Regions from separate parts of the Ovis aries genome. Here region 2 is linked to region 1. A link is a contact called in public Hi-C data. All regions are on one chromosome and are shown on one strand. Each heading gives the region's core, a stretch centred on a gene start, on an enhancer-like site or on the middle of the called end of the contact. The rest is flanking DNA. Distances are from core to core; before and after follow the strand shown. Region 1 has its middle 50 kb from the start of CAMK1D. Region 2 holds the start of CAMK1D (calcium/calmodulin dependent protein kinase ID).

What was found. A called contact is a pair of places that touch in the nucleus more often than the background predicts.
Region 2: a Hi-C map of tail adipose tissue shows a contact between it and region 1, with 4 times the contacts expected there. The contact joins the promoter of CAMK1D here to the enhancer-like site in region 1. A contact is called at or near these places in 7 of 16 Hi-C or Micro-C datasets (blood, hypothalamus, liver and 2 more).

What each region holds. Positions count from the first base shown.
Region 1 is chr13:16,226,057-16,233,377 of ARS-UI_Ramb_v3.0, forward strand. No RefSeq gene overlaps it. Among named protein-coding and RNA genes, the nearest start is that of CAMK1D, 50 kb to the right of the region's middle. Within about 2 kb of position 4,710, at least 10 of the 54 cell types and tissues checked have an H3K27ac peak or open chromatin away from gene starts, as enhancers often do. A contact at or near this core is called in tail adipose tissue, where this site is marked.
Region 2 is chr13:16,275,002-16,282,322 of ARS-UI_Ramb_v3.0, forward strand. CAMK1D (calcium/calmodulin dependent protein kinase ID) reads left to right here and starts at 4,287. Exons shown (of 11, transcript XM_027976539.2): 1 at 4,287-4,736. The coding sequence starts at 4,645.

The DNA of each region.
Region 1 (7,321 bases), core at 3,460-5,959:
AATATTTCATTATTTTTCATGGCTGAGTGGCATTTCATTATATAAATCTATACATATACGTTTATGTATAAATATATACATATACACCGATTCAATGAACATGAGCTTGGGCAAACTCTGGGAGATGGTGAGGGACAGGGAAGCCTGGCATGCTGCAGTCCGTGGGGTTGCAAAGAGTCAGACATGACTTGTCAATTGAGCAACAACAACAATATATGTGTGTGTGTGTATATATATGTCTATATATATATATCACATCTTCTTTATCCATTTACCTGTTGATGTATACTTAGGTTGCTTCCACATCTCTTAGCTGTGGTAAATAGTGCTGCTGTATATAAATATTGGGGTGTGTGTATTTTTTGATTAGAGTTTTCCTCTTTTCTGGATATATGCCCAGGAGTAGGATTGCTGGTTCCTATGGTAACTCTATTTTTAGTTTCTTAAGGAACCTGTATACTGTTCTCCGTAGTGGCTTCAGAGAGAATTCTGATTTAACTTTTTTAAAATGCAGTCAACAAAGTATTTATTTCATGGCCAATATGTTTCAGACATTGGGGGTCATCAGTAACAGGTCAAGAGCAGTCACTGAGTGCCCTCTGTGAACTTGGCACTGTGATATCACCATGTTACCTTAAGTGCAGGACTTGAGAAGATTTTGGGAGCAGGGGTAGCCTACAGGCTGGTGAGTTTTGGGTGAGGGGTGGGCGACAGTGTTTGCTGTAAGGCTGGGCTAGCAACATAAAGAATCCTGACTGTGGCCTGGAGCTTTTCTAGTCCTCATCTTGACGGGGCTGGCTGTCTTGCTCAGGTATATTTCCCCATGAGAGCTCAGTCACAGATTTGCAACTGACTTCTTCACCACACAAATGCGGAACTCACGTGGGTTCACTAGCTAAGCAAAGCTCTGAGATCTTCAGCAAAGGCCACAAGCCTAGAAATTCAGGGACCTGGGTTTCGGCTCTGGTTCTGCAGGTGCACATTCAATCATGTGAAGTTTTCATACATGAACAGGATGCATGGTTGATATGTAAATTTTAGGGAGACCACTGGTTAACTCTTTCTCGAGGTGAAAAGGAAAACAGAAGAATATAGACTCATGTGCTCAGGCCCTTATGTTCCTTTCAGGTTGTTTGAAACCAATCCATCAATGATCGTATCTGGAAAAATTCCCTTATCTTTGAAATTGCCTGGAAATGAGGTTGTACAATGGAATCACCTGAACCTTGGGATGAAGTTTTTTTTTTTTCTCAAATAAAGAAAGGTAATTGTCATTAAAAAATAATTTTCTGTGAAACAAATGTCTTGCTCAAAAATTTTCCTTGATTTTGTTTATTATTATGTATTTAGTTTTCGTTGGACTGTAATTGATTGACAATGTTATGTTAGTTTCAAGTATACAACAAAGTGATTCCGTTCTCCCTATATATGTGTACACACACACACACATATTTTTTCAGATTCTTTCCCATTTTAAGTTGTTATAAGATATTGAATCTGGTTCCCTGTGCTATACAGTAGGTCATTGTTGTTTGTCTATTTTTTATATAGTAGTGTGTATCTGTTTCCTGAATTTCACAGTCACTGACTTTGGGGTGGGGAAATCTCAGTCAGTATTTATTCACTCTTAGATCCAATGGAAAATGTATCCTGAACTCCTTTGTATCATTAGGAAGTAGAAGCTCAATCTATTTAAATTTATCAAAAAGAGTGTAAATACTGCACATCACAAAATTAATAAAATGGAAAAAATGGGCTTCCTCTTTCTCTCAAGTTGCTAAATGGATTCACCACAAGATGGTGCCATGCAAGTGCTGCTTGACGAGATGGTTGTTAACGTGTGTGCCGTTCCTCCTGCAGGAGGCCCTTGTGCTTCCCAGCTGTGGCATACGGCACATCTGAGAGTGCTGTTCACACAGAGGCAACTGCCTGTCTTGCTGTGTGAGTTTTCAGTGACTAAGGCCTTCCCCTTGTTCTTCATATGAGCTTGACCTTTTGACAAGTTTTCTAGTAACACGCCATTGCCATGGTACCAAGCCCACAGTTGCTTACGTATTTCGAGGAGAAGGCCGCTCAGTTAGGTGGGTCTCTGAAAGCACTTAATTTTTTCCCTCAGCTCCTGATGAAAAGGAAGATCATGTCCTGGTTCCTTTCTCTATCGTGCTCTGTTATGGATTTCTGTAAGCACCAAACACTTGTGTGTGTGTGTGTGTGTGTGTGTGTGTGTGTGTGTGTGTGAGTCACTCAGTTATGTCTGCCTCTTTGTGACCCCATGGACATAGGCTGCCAGACTCCTCTGTCCATGGAATTTTCCAGGTAAGAACGTTGCAGTGGGTTGCCATTTCCTCATCCAGGGAATCTTCCCAACCTCAGGATCAAACCCGGGCCTCCTGCACTACAGGCAGATTCTTCACCATCTGGGCCACCAGGGTGTTCTTAATTTATCAGTAGGAGATATGCAGCAGGTCAAGGAAAGTCTGCAGTGCTGTGGTTCTCATTTCTGAGAACACGAGGATGAATCTGAAATCCAAGGCCGAGTGATGGCCACTTCACACGTGAAGGCAAATCTGATATCATCTCTGTTGGATGTTTAAACCCTGGATAACTGGATGATTTGGAAATGAAAGGAATGCAATCTTCACATGGAGAGATAGTCACAGAAAAGAAAGTGGCCTTTTTTATGTGTGTGGAGAGAATGAAGTGCAGGGCATGTGCCTTTTCTGTTAAATAGTACTGCCCTGTTGCCATGTAGCCAGGTAAATATTTGCAAGGCGCCTACGGCCTCTCTGGATTTGGGGCATGTGTCTACTGGGCGTGAAACAAACTCTGTGGGAAACAAGCCTCTCAGCCCTTATCTCCCTCTTGTGGCAGAGTTCACCAAGGGTGATATAACCTCCAGAGGGAAAAGACTCCTCCTGGTTCTTACCTTCCCTCTCAGCTGGCACCAGGGTGTCTGGAGGCCAAGACGAGTGGGCCCTTTGCAGGGGCCCCAAAGAGAGGAGGTAGGCCCAGAGATCCATCTCTCAATACTGGTTCCTAGAGTTGTAGCATTTCCTCAGGGCTTCTGTTCAAAAGGCATTGAGGGGTAGACCAGTTAGCTTATATGGTTCTTCAGTCATTCAGTCGTGTCTGACTCTCCGCGACCCCATGAATCGCAGCACGCCAGGCCTCCCTGTCCATCACCAACTCCCGGAGTTCACTCAGACTCACATCCATCGAGTCCGTGATGCCATCCAGCCATCTCATCCTCTATCATCCCTTTCTCCTCCTGCCCCCAATCCCTCCCAGCACCAGAGTCTTTTCCAATGAGTCAGCTCTTCGCATGAGGTGGCCAAAGTGGCATCAATTGCTAAGAGACATTAATATATCATGGAAAAGTGGTGAGATAGAAAGTCATATTTTTCAGAATTGTTCTGAGGTAGGATATTCTAAGGGGTAGGAAGAACAAGTTGTTCAATAAGTTGTTTAAGTGAAGTTAATATCCCCAACCCCAGGGACTTCCCTGGTGGTCCAGTGGTTAAGAATCCACCTTTCAATGCAAAGTTCAAACCCTGGTTGGGGCACTAAGATCCCGCATGCTGAGGGACAACTAAGCCCTCAAGACACAACTAAAGATGCTGCATGCTGAAACTAAAACCTGATGCAGCCAAATAAATAAAACAAATCTTAAAAACAGATTATCCCACCGGACCCTAGAGGTAATGCTAGAGTAACAACAGCAAGCTCCCTAACTGCCTTCCAAAGGAGGAACTTGTTTGCTAAGTGGGAGACACAGTGTGGGGTCCATTTTTAGGGACAAAAGAGGAGAGTCTGAGTTGTCAAATACTTTCTCTCTCCCTGCACCCCCAATCAATAAGCCCTTATAATCATCAAATAGATTTCTAAAGACTGTAGATTTATAGGAGTGCCTAGGTATAAGCCTGTTAAAGCACCAAATATCTTTCCCCTGCCCAGGTGAGAGTGTCACTGGGAGGACCCCTCAAAGAAGGCATTTAAGGACTTCCCTGGTGGTCCAAGTGGCTCAGACTCCAAGTTTCCAATGCAGCGTGCCTGGGTTTGATCCCTAGTCAGGCTGGCGTATCACTGATGCAATGAACATGAACTTGGGCAAACTCCAGGGGATGGTGAGGGACAGGGAGGCCTGGTGTGCTGCAGTCCATGTGGTAACAAAGAGTCAGACATGACTGGGCAACTGAACAACAACAACAACAACAACAACAACAACAACGAACTAGATCCCATGTGCCACAGCTAAGAATTTGCATGTTGCAACTAATGATTCCAAGTGCTGCAAATATGACCCAGCCAAATAAGAAAGTGAATATTAAAAAAAGAAGAGATTCATGTCAAAGGGTTATTATCCACGTGCCCACTGGGTCAGGACCTCAGAATTTCACATCTGCCTTGTGTCTCAGACAAACATCACAAGACAATAATGATAGTTATATATCCCATTTTTCAAGAACTGCCTGGTTTTGAATATTCTGTCCATTCAGTTCAGGTAAGTATATTTTAACTTGACACTCAAGTCTTATGTCCTGACTTTGGCCTCAGAAAATTAGCCATCAATGACAGACTCAAGAACTATGAACTCGGTCGTCCTTCCTTTCTTGCAGTAGGAAATCCCCTACAGATGGTCAGAGGTGGACCGCTTGGAACACTGCCTGGCCAGGGGCTGGACATTGCTTGAGTCAGCCCCAGTGGAGCACTATTGTGGGTGTGTCAGTGAATGAGTCACTGAGGAGGAAGACGAGACGGATCGAAGGCCAGGCTCAGTGGAGATACTTTCTGTTTTTTTAGAGAGCTTTGAGTTACTCAGGAAGAACCCTATCAAAGTGTGAATGGACCTATGGAGACAGAATTTCAGTCTTTTCTTGCTATAATTTCATTGCTTCACAGAAGGCTCTCCGAATTTCCAGCCTAATTGCACACATCCTGGGTTCTACCCCATTTCTTTCCCTTTATTAAATTTCTCTCTCTCTCTCTTTTTGCCAGTGTAGTTTCTGAGTGATCTCTTCATGGTGGAGACATGGGCAACCACCTTCTGAGTTCACACATGCATGCCCAAGAGTGTCTTTTTGTCCCTTCACATCTGACTGACAATTTGAGTGGGCAGAGAACTCTAAATTCAAAGCCATTCCCCATAAACATTTTGAACACTTTGCTTCATCTTCTAGCATAATTAAGTTTTAAAACTTTAAATAAGATTTTTCTTTCAAGCTGTTTCCTTCAGCCATCAAGCCTCTCCACCTCTATTAACTTCTGCTTCTTAGGCAAAGCATTTCCTCATAACCAGGGTGGGGTCAGAACTCTTGGTCAGGACTCCCTGTGAGAATGCATCTGTCTCCAGAGGATCAAACACTTAAACACTCAGGGTGAAGAGCTATTAATCTTCAGTGCCAGAGGCTGGAAGTGGGCCTTTTATGGAATTTGTGACTCATCATCCAAGAGCCTAAAAGATTAATTTGCTCCTGTTGGGCCCTGATTGCACAGGCTGAACATCAAGCAAACATCTAAAATCTAGCATCTAGACACTGGAAACCACCTATTTCTGACTGATATCATGATACACAGCATCTGTTTGGTGAATTGTCAACTTTCAGGTCTGACAAACTGTCTGCCTTTTTTGGGCAGGGGGGACTGCAGCATGTGGGATTTTATTTCCCTGACCAAGGTTCAAGCCCCTGAATTGGAAGCGCAGAATCTTAACCACTGGATCACCAGGAAAGTCCCCCATCTGCCATCTTGCTGAGTCACAGGGTAAGAGGTGGCTGGGACACTTCGGGACAGGAGTAATTCATGCTCTTAGCAAGAGGTGTTAGCTGGCAACAGTTCCGTCTGCATAACTGATGAATTATGAAATAACCTCAGGGAGAACCTTACCAAAAGTGGGATGGACAGCTTTACGAATCCGTGAGCTCCTCCTAAGAGTTATTCTGAGTGGAGAGGGTGTAAATTGGATATAAGAGCCTACTGGATGGTTGGAACGCATAGCTTATAAGTTCTTTTAAATCACGGGAATTTGTCTGCGGTGCTTAGTGTGCCTGGTGCACAGTAGGTGCCAATAAATGCTAAATAAAATGTCTGTGGAGTTCATCATGCCTGAGCTGCCAAGGTGACTGATGTCCATGTCTTCATTTGCTGTAGTAAGTCCATAGTAAGCAGGTTGTAGTTTGGATCTTCGTTGTGGCATGTGGGGTCTTTAGTTGTGGCCTGTGAACTCTTACTTGAGACATGTGGGATCTAGTTCACTGACCAGGGCTGGATTCTGCATTGGGAGCATAGACTCTTGGCCACTGGACCACCAGGGAAGTCCCAGTACATTGCAATTTGCAACTACTATGAGCTATGTATATTGAAATATTAATAGAAGAGTCCCTGTTCTTGACAAACAGTGAGTGGAGCTTGAACTGGGGACTCAGTTTTGGTCTTAAGCACTCTCTTGCTTGAAGTGTTTATGGCCCTACCCCAAACTTGGTATTGTGTAGACAGAAGCAACACGCAGGACACCAAGCAGTTAAACAGCAAAGCCCCACTTAATCATCTGGATTAGGGCTTTTGAACACTAGAAAAGAGGCTTCCAGGCAGCACTTGACCTGGAAAACACAGCTTTTTTCGTCCGTCAGAGTCAAAGGAGACCCGCCACGCTTGTGCGCTTGCTCGCATGGTGGGTGAGGGACGAAATCAGTAAAGGGGGACAGTAGAGACACAGTGCCCATCTACTGAGTTGAGAAATCGAGAAAGGATGGAGCCTTTCAGATAGGAATCAGAGAGGCTGCCCACGTAAGCATCACAAAGTGAACTCCAAGAGGAGACGAGCCTGTGGGGCCAGCTGACAGCCAAGGGCAATGAGCAAGGAAGGGACCCAGCAGCCCAGGCCGACCGCCCTTGCCTCTCCTGGTTTCTGAGTAAAAAACTGGTCTGAATGAGGATATTTCCTTTTTTGTGAAGTTATTTTTATGTACCAAAATACTATTACAGGTATATCAGTTCAGTTCAGTCACTCAGTCATGTCTGACTCTTTGAGACCCCATGAATTGCAGCACGCCAGGCCTCCCTGTCCATCATCAACTCCCGGAGTCCACCCAAACCCAAGTCCACTGAGTCAGTGGTGCCATCCAGCCATCTCATCCTCTGTTGTCCCCTTCTCCTCCTGCCCTCAATCCCTCCCAGCATCAGAGTCTTTTCCAATGAGTCAACTCTTCGCATGAGGTGGCCAAAGTACTGGAGTTTCAGCTTTAGCATCATTCCTTCCAAAAGAACACCCAGGGCTGATTTCCTTCAGGATGGACTGGTTGGATCTCCTTGCAGTCCAAGGAAC
Region 2 (7,321 bases), core at 3,037-5,536, 49 kb after region 1:
AGTCACTTCATTACCCTATTTTGGTTTTGAACAACTCTTAATCTCCTGCTTTTCTTCATTAAAAAGATATTTACACTGCAGGGGGCATCTATCACCTTTGCTTGCTCAACATCCATCCCCTCCTCCTTCAGTAACAATTTCTCACTGTTCATCTGATGCCTTTTATTTGAGCGACACTTTGACAGCAGGATTATGGTGCAACTCTTAAGACCAGGGCTCTGGAGCCAGGCTGCTTGGGTTTTATTCATTCATGCTTCATGTGTGCTTCTAAACCATTTCAAATTTTGGTCTCCTCTACAAAATAAGAATAGATATTACCTACTTCATATAATTGATGTGAGGATTATTAAGTAAACATGGTAAAGCACTTAGAGCAAAGCCTGATGCATAATATGAACTCAGTAAGTGTTAGTTATTATCATGAAGTTCTTTTATCACAATTGATTGCCTTAGGGACTTTATAAACATAGCCTCTATCATTGGATGTGGCTATTGAAACCTATGAAAGGCTGATATATATACTTCCTATTACATGTAACTTGACTCCTTTTTTGTTTGTTTTTCTGAGAAAATCAAAGGATTATTTCTTTGGAGATAAGTAGTTCTACTAGGACATGTCTTCCTATTGATCATCCATTTATTTTTTAATACATGTTCCCCTTCAATCTGTAGATTAAGGTCTTCATTTCTGGAAAGTTTTCTTGAATAATATCTTGAAATATTTTTTGTTTCATTATTGCAGTTTCTTCAGAAGGCATTTATGAATATGTTGAACTTCATGTTTCATATAACTTTCCAGCTCATCTTTGCCCATTTCCATTTTATTTTCTCACTATTCTTGTTTTCTATATCCTTTTAAAAGTTTTTTGAAGTCAATTTCCTTGTTCCATTTCCAATGTAGTCTTTATATCTGTGATTTTATTGTTTCCTGATTCTTTCCTAAGCATTTCAGCTTCAGTTTTAATTCCTTTTATCATCTTGTCCTATATGAGCAAGTTCTTGTCATATACAATTTTAAAAAATAAATTTTGAGGGAATTCCCTGGTGGTCCAGTGATTAGGGCTTTATGTATTTACTGTCAAAGGTTTGAGTTTGATTCCTAGTTGGGCCAAAAAAATAAAAAAAGAAAAATTTAGCAACAGACTTGGAACTTAAGCCTAGTTTCCCAGACTTTCTAGTTCTTTCTACCACCCCAGCTTGTGCTCCTGGTTTATCATTTTAGGTACTAAAGGCTGTCTTTACCACTGAATTACCTGGGAAGCCCCAAAGGCTGAATAGAGGTAATTTAGAGATTTTCAGCTATAATCTACACATTTGCTTTAGATACTATATATTTCCCCCACACCACCCACCCAATTCTGAATCTGGGCCACACAAGCCTGATCTATTGGCAGGTCTATTGATTGGAGAGAGTTCGATAGGCACTAAATTGGTAAGTCCTTAATGATGGGTTATTAAACAACTTGTTCTTCAGGTTCTTTAATAAAAATTTTAAGGGCTTTAAGGAAATATAAAGACTTGGGACATAGAGGTTAGTAATTTAGAATATCTAGCAGAGCTTTATGCAGTGGAATTGTTAGGGAATGAACAGCTTTTGACTGATAGGCAATAACTGATTGACGATGGGAGTTGAAGTGGAATGAAGAGTTCACAGCCATCACCTAGTCCTCTAGAAAAACACGGTAGCTGGAGGAAATGGTCATCCAATCAAGGGTCCTCAAGCAAACAGAATTAAGCCATTTACAGGCTAAGGTTTAATCATTCTTAGGGAACAGTGGTTTTGTTTTCTATTGTAGTTCCCAAGGTCAAGATCTCTTATTTCACATGGTGTCCAGTAAGAGAGGAATGACCATGCTAAAGCCAGACTGAATTTGTCTTCTGCATTTCCACCTCCTTCTTTGTATCATTCCTTTGGTTTGATCTCAACTCCCATTAAACTTTTGATTTTTTTTCTGTAGGATCCAGTCCAGCTGAGGATAACTTAGTGCTCTGAATGGATATCATTTGGAAAATTCAGGGGCTTCCCAAGTGACACTGGTGGTAAAGAACACGCCTGCCAATGCAGACCTAAGAGATGGGAGTTCGATCCTTGGGTCAGGAAGATCCCTGGGAAGACACACAGCAACCTACTCCAGTACTGTTTCCTGGACAATCTCATGGACAGAGCCTGGTGGGCTACAGTCCATAGGGTCCCACAGAGTCGGACAAGACTGAAGTGACTTAGCATGCATGCACATGGAAAATTCAAAAGAAACAGGAAGCTCCCTATAGCACTTCCAACGGTACAACGCTTCTTTAGCATCACCACTTATTTAGTTATGTGGACATAAGCTGAGACTGAGGATTACCGTGGGCTCTTGTGGCACGATAATCTGTAGGCAAGGAGCAAGAGTGAAATAGGGAAGAACAGGCCAAAAAGAAGTGCCAGGAAGGGAAAAGGGCGAAAAAGGATGAGCGCATGCATATGGCCGGTTCGGGAGAATGTCCCTTGGGATCTTAGTCATGCCTGGCTCCTACTCTTCTTACTGCCTAACCTTTGACCCCAATAGACTTCTCCTATGTACAGTTCTTCAAACATATTTCTTCTTGACGTGGTGCTGTTTGCTTTTGGTGATAGGCCCCAACTTTGAGAGGTTCCTTAGTAATTCACGGTGGAATTTGGGTTTGTCGATTTAGTCAGTTTAGCAAGATCCCCTATTTGCTCTCCCCAGCCTGGAGAGCTTTATGCTAACAGCCCCTGAAAGGCAGAATCCAGCACGCAGATTTGGGGGACTGGGCAGGCCAGGTTATCTTCCCACCTCATTGGGTGAGGGAAAAAGTAGAGGCCGGAGGGGAGTCCAGACGGCTTTTGGGAGGGCAGTAAGCCTGCATCCAGCCTGTCAGAACGAGGAAGAAGGTGCTAAATAAGTTTTCAGGCAGTAGAATCCCCCTCCCCCCCCCCCCCCCCCCTTTCACAGTGAAATTGGAACAGTCCTGGGACAGGTGTCAGCAATCAAGACATACGGCTGTTTATCCAACTCAGTCGAGGGGCCCTCAGGGAGTGATAGTCTAATTGAAGAAAACTACAATTTTTTGAAACAAGAGATAGTCCCCGCAGGTTGAGGATGGGTATCCGCAAGTGATCGCCCTCTGACAGGTGGACGTGGAAGAAGAATGGGCAGTCAGGCTGTACCTCGGCGATGAACGGCCTGGGGAGGGGGTGGGGAGCTCTGGGCGCGTTTCTCCAGTCTGTTGGAAACGCCATTTCCAGGTATATGCCCTACGACAGGGTGCCCTACTAAACCCGGCGCGGCGGGGGTACGAGGGGCAGCCCTCCTGGCGAGGAGGGTGTAGGGCAGAGCTTCACTTTCTTCTAAGTCTCTGGGTTTCGGCCGATGGAGAGAGGAAGAGACCAAGAGGAGTCGAGCTGGAGCGAAGGCCGGTCCAGGCCCGCCCAGGCCCGCTCCAGCCCCAGGCCTGAGGTAGCCTGGGCGGTGCACGGAGCCCGAATACACCCGCCACCCGGCCGCCAGATAACCCCGGTAGTAAAGCTCCCCAAGGGAAAACGATGCAGCGCCTGGCACGTCCTGCGCGTCCCTGGCTCCAGGGCTCCCGGCTCCCTCGCTGCGCGGCCCCCTCCCCCGGCCGTTATTGGACTCGAGCGCCGATTTTGGTGCAATGCGAATTAGCTCCAGTCGCCAAGTCGTGAGGCTCCGGGAGCGTCAGCCACCGGCCGGCGCCTCGCGGCCCGAGTCAACGCCCACCTCCGCCAGCATCCCCGCCGCCGCCTTTCGTCGCCATAACAACCGGCCCCCGCCCAGCCCCGCGCCGCGCCGGGACGCCCGGGGAGGACGCCCCCGCCCTTGGCGCCCCGCATCCGGGCGGCCTCGCACCCCCGCCCCCTTCCAGTCGCGTCCAAGCGCAGCGCAGAGGCGCCCCCTCCCGCCGCTAGGGAGGAAAGCCCTCGCGCCCCCAGACTTGACTTTGCAGAATTAATTAGGCAGCCCCGGAGGGCCGGGGTCCTTCAGCAAGCTCCCCGACTTCCGCACCTGCCTGGGTTCCCTGCACCTGCCCTTTCCCGGGCTCCAGGGCTCGCGCGGCGGCTGGGAGCGTGACCGGGCGGCGACGGCGGTGCCCCCGCGCCCGGGGCACGGCGCTCCCGGGGAGCAGGACATCCCCGAAGGCGGCAGCGCGCGGGAGGCGGGGAGGCGGGAGGCGGCCGGGGAGCACGAAGAGGGCGGGGAGCCCGCGGGAGGAGGAGGGGGGAGGGAGCAGGGCGGGCGGCGGGGAGGGAGGAGAAGGGAGGCAAGAAAGTAGCAGAAAGTGAGGCTGGCAGCCGGCAGCAAAGGAGCCGGGCGAGCGGCGGCAGGAAGTCTGTGCCCGAGACGCGCAGAAATAAGAGCCAGGGAGGGACCGCGGCGGCGAGAGTGAAAGAGGAAACTGCAGAAGAGGAAGCTCTGCCGCAGCACCAAGTCTCCTCGGCTCCCGCGCCGAGCATCCCCGCACCGCCCGCCCAGCCCTCCTGGACCGGCGCGCCGCCGCCCGCGCCTCCGCTGCACTCGCGCCACCGCCCCCCGGCGCCCCCTCCTCGCGCGCCCACCCCGGCCCCCTGCGCCCCTGGCCGCTCTGCTTCGCCGCCCTCCGCGCACGCCGCCCTCGTCTGCCATGGCCCGGGAGAACGGCGAGAGCAGCTCCTCCTGGAAAAAGCAAGCTGAAGACATCAAGAAAATCTTCGAGTTCAAGGAGACCCTCGGAACGTAAGTGGGGAGCGGGAAGAAGAGGGTGGAGGTGGCAGCGGCCGCGGGTGCAGAGGTGGTTCTCGCTGCCACCGCCGCCGTCGCCGCCACCGCGGCAGGAACCGGAGGGTCGCCGCGTCCTCATTGTCCAATTCCCGGCTCTGCGGAGCCCCCCGCGTGTCCGCCGCGTGGGTCTGCGCCCCGCGTGCACGAGGGGGCGCCGCGCGGGGGCGGGGAGGGGCCCTGGGATTTCAGGGACAGTCGCAGGCGGGCGACTTTTCACTTCCCTGACACAGCCGCCCTCTCAACTCATTCTCCCCACGCGTGACTGTGGGCTGAGCATGGTGGATATTCCTGTTTACCGGCTGCGTGCGTCTACTCACTGTGTGCACAGGCGCACCGTGTCAGCGAGAGATGTGGTCACGAGGAAATCCGGCTCCGGGCATTCCCATTTCTGTTCTAACATCATGTATTCTTAGAGAATTGACATCCGCACGTACTCGATGTAGGCAAGACTTTGGATGGCCGCGCAATTAGGGAAGGGAGGAATTTCGCAGTGTGCAGGGTCACGTGTGGGCCGAGCCTTACCTGAACGTCAGTCCATTTCACCAGGCTCAGCAGCACACTCTGGAGTGCGGGTCACCAAGGAGGGTCTGCGAGGGTCTTTGTACCCACGGTTCCTCTCCAGGCCTGTGTGTAGTCCGAGGCTGGTGGCTGATCGCAAGAAAGCAGAAATAACCAGAAGTCGATGTCAGGAAGGCTCAAGCATGTGCTTCTCCATTCAGCTGCTGTTCCTTTTCTGCCCAAGAGTTGTTTTTTGTTTGTTTTGTTTCGAAGCACCTCAGAATAGGTAGGGAGGCTGATAGTGAAAGAGGATCGGTTGCTGCTGGAAGAACCTGGAGTTGGAATTATTGCCTCCCCTCATGTGATCAGTATGTAAGCATATATATTCACACACATACCTGCTGTATGAGCCGAACATTTTGCAGGGGTTCATGGAGGTGTTGGTCAAGCTGCTAAGAGAAAGAGGAGGTGTTTCACAAGACAAATTAGGATGCTCTTCTTTCCTGCCCTCTTAATCCCCTTTTGCTTGTCATTGTGGTTGGTTTGCTTTTTCAGAACCATATTTTCAAACCCAGATTGTTTTCTGCCCCATACTCAGGGTCCACTGAGTTGCTTGGTCATTTTCCCTCCCCACCCCAATATCTGAAGTGGGTCCTCCAAAGCCAAGTTGTGAAGCATCCCTCCATGCTTCTGGTCCTGGAGATTCCCACTTACCTAGAATGAGAATAGGGTCTCCCAGGTTTTGTGCTCACTTCAGGGACCCAGTCTACCTGTGGGTGTAGACTTTTTGTCTTTGTTGAAAAGAAAACAGAAAGAGCTTTGCGTTAGCACGGCCAGATAAGGGGTGAGGTTTGGTCAGAACTTTAGAAAATTACCCTTGAGGTTTATTTGGGTTTGGGGGAGTGACTTTGAGATGGTTAAGTTGCTGAGAAAGAAGAAGCATGTCCTTTGTGGTCATCCTGAGAATGCTCATGTGGCTGAGGGTGAGGGGGCTGGAGAGAGTGGAGTCCTAAGGTAGGAGGATGTGTTGCTTGGCACATCCTCACCCGAACTCCTAGAGCTGGTCCCTCTGCCTGCAGCTTCCAGACAGATGGATACAACCTCCCCTGACTGTCTCCTGCTCCCCAGGAGAGCCCTGAGGCTCTACCTCTTCAGTGGTCTGGGATGCTCAGCCTGGTGAGCTGTGGCTTCATTTGAGTGGCTCCTCCTGTGGTCGGCACTGTTTGAGGATGACTGTGGTGGTTCCACTTCTGGGCAGGATGGGGACATGCTTGATGGGTGCCGAAAAGAACATAGAACTCTTGCAAAACAGTCTCTTGAAATCTGGCCACGTTCCCCTTAGAGGCTGGGGATGGGTCTCTGTTAGGATCCCAAAGCTTTGCCTTCTGTCTTGGAAAGGATTCTTTGAAAAGGAGCTTCAGGCTATGGTTCCTTCCTGCTGGCAGGAGTTCTCGAAGAGCAAAACACAAACAATAAAATGATCAAAATGTTTTCACTCAATAGCATGGTGATAATAATAGTAGTAGTAATTGTAGGTGACTTTATTAAATGAATACCAAGTACCAGTTGATACCCTGAGTGCCTTATGGATATTAACTCATTTTATTCTCAAGATAACCTGATAAGGTAGGTATTTACTATTATCCCCACTTGGCAGATGGGAAGACTGAGGCAAAGAGAATTAAGTGACCTGCTAAACAGGAGCTGCTTATTAAGTGAAGCTGATACTAGGCAGAACAACTTATAATTATGCATATGGGATTGAGCCACTGTGGATTATGTAACAGCAAATGTTAATAATTTGACTCACTTTTGTATTTAGAAGGCTAATTTTAACATTAAAGAATTACATTAATTTTAATATTAAGTTAAAACATAATTAGGGGGTAACCTGTCATCCAAACATGTAACTTGTCAAAGCTTTTGGATTATCAACATCTTTTTGTCTCTTGGACTTTATAGAAGTGGTCCAAAATTAAGAGTTCCTGTTTCCCCCCCGGGGCCAAGTCCAGCAACCTTGGCTTGAGTCTAAATAAATGTCA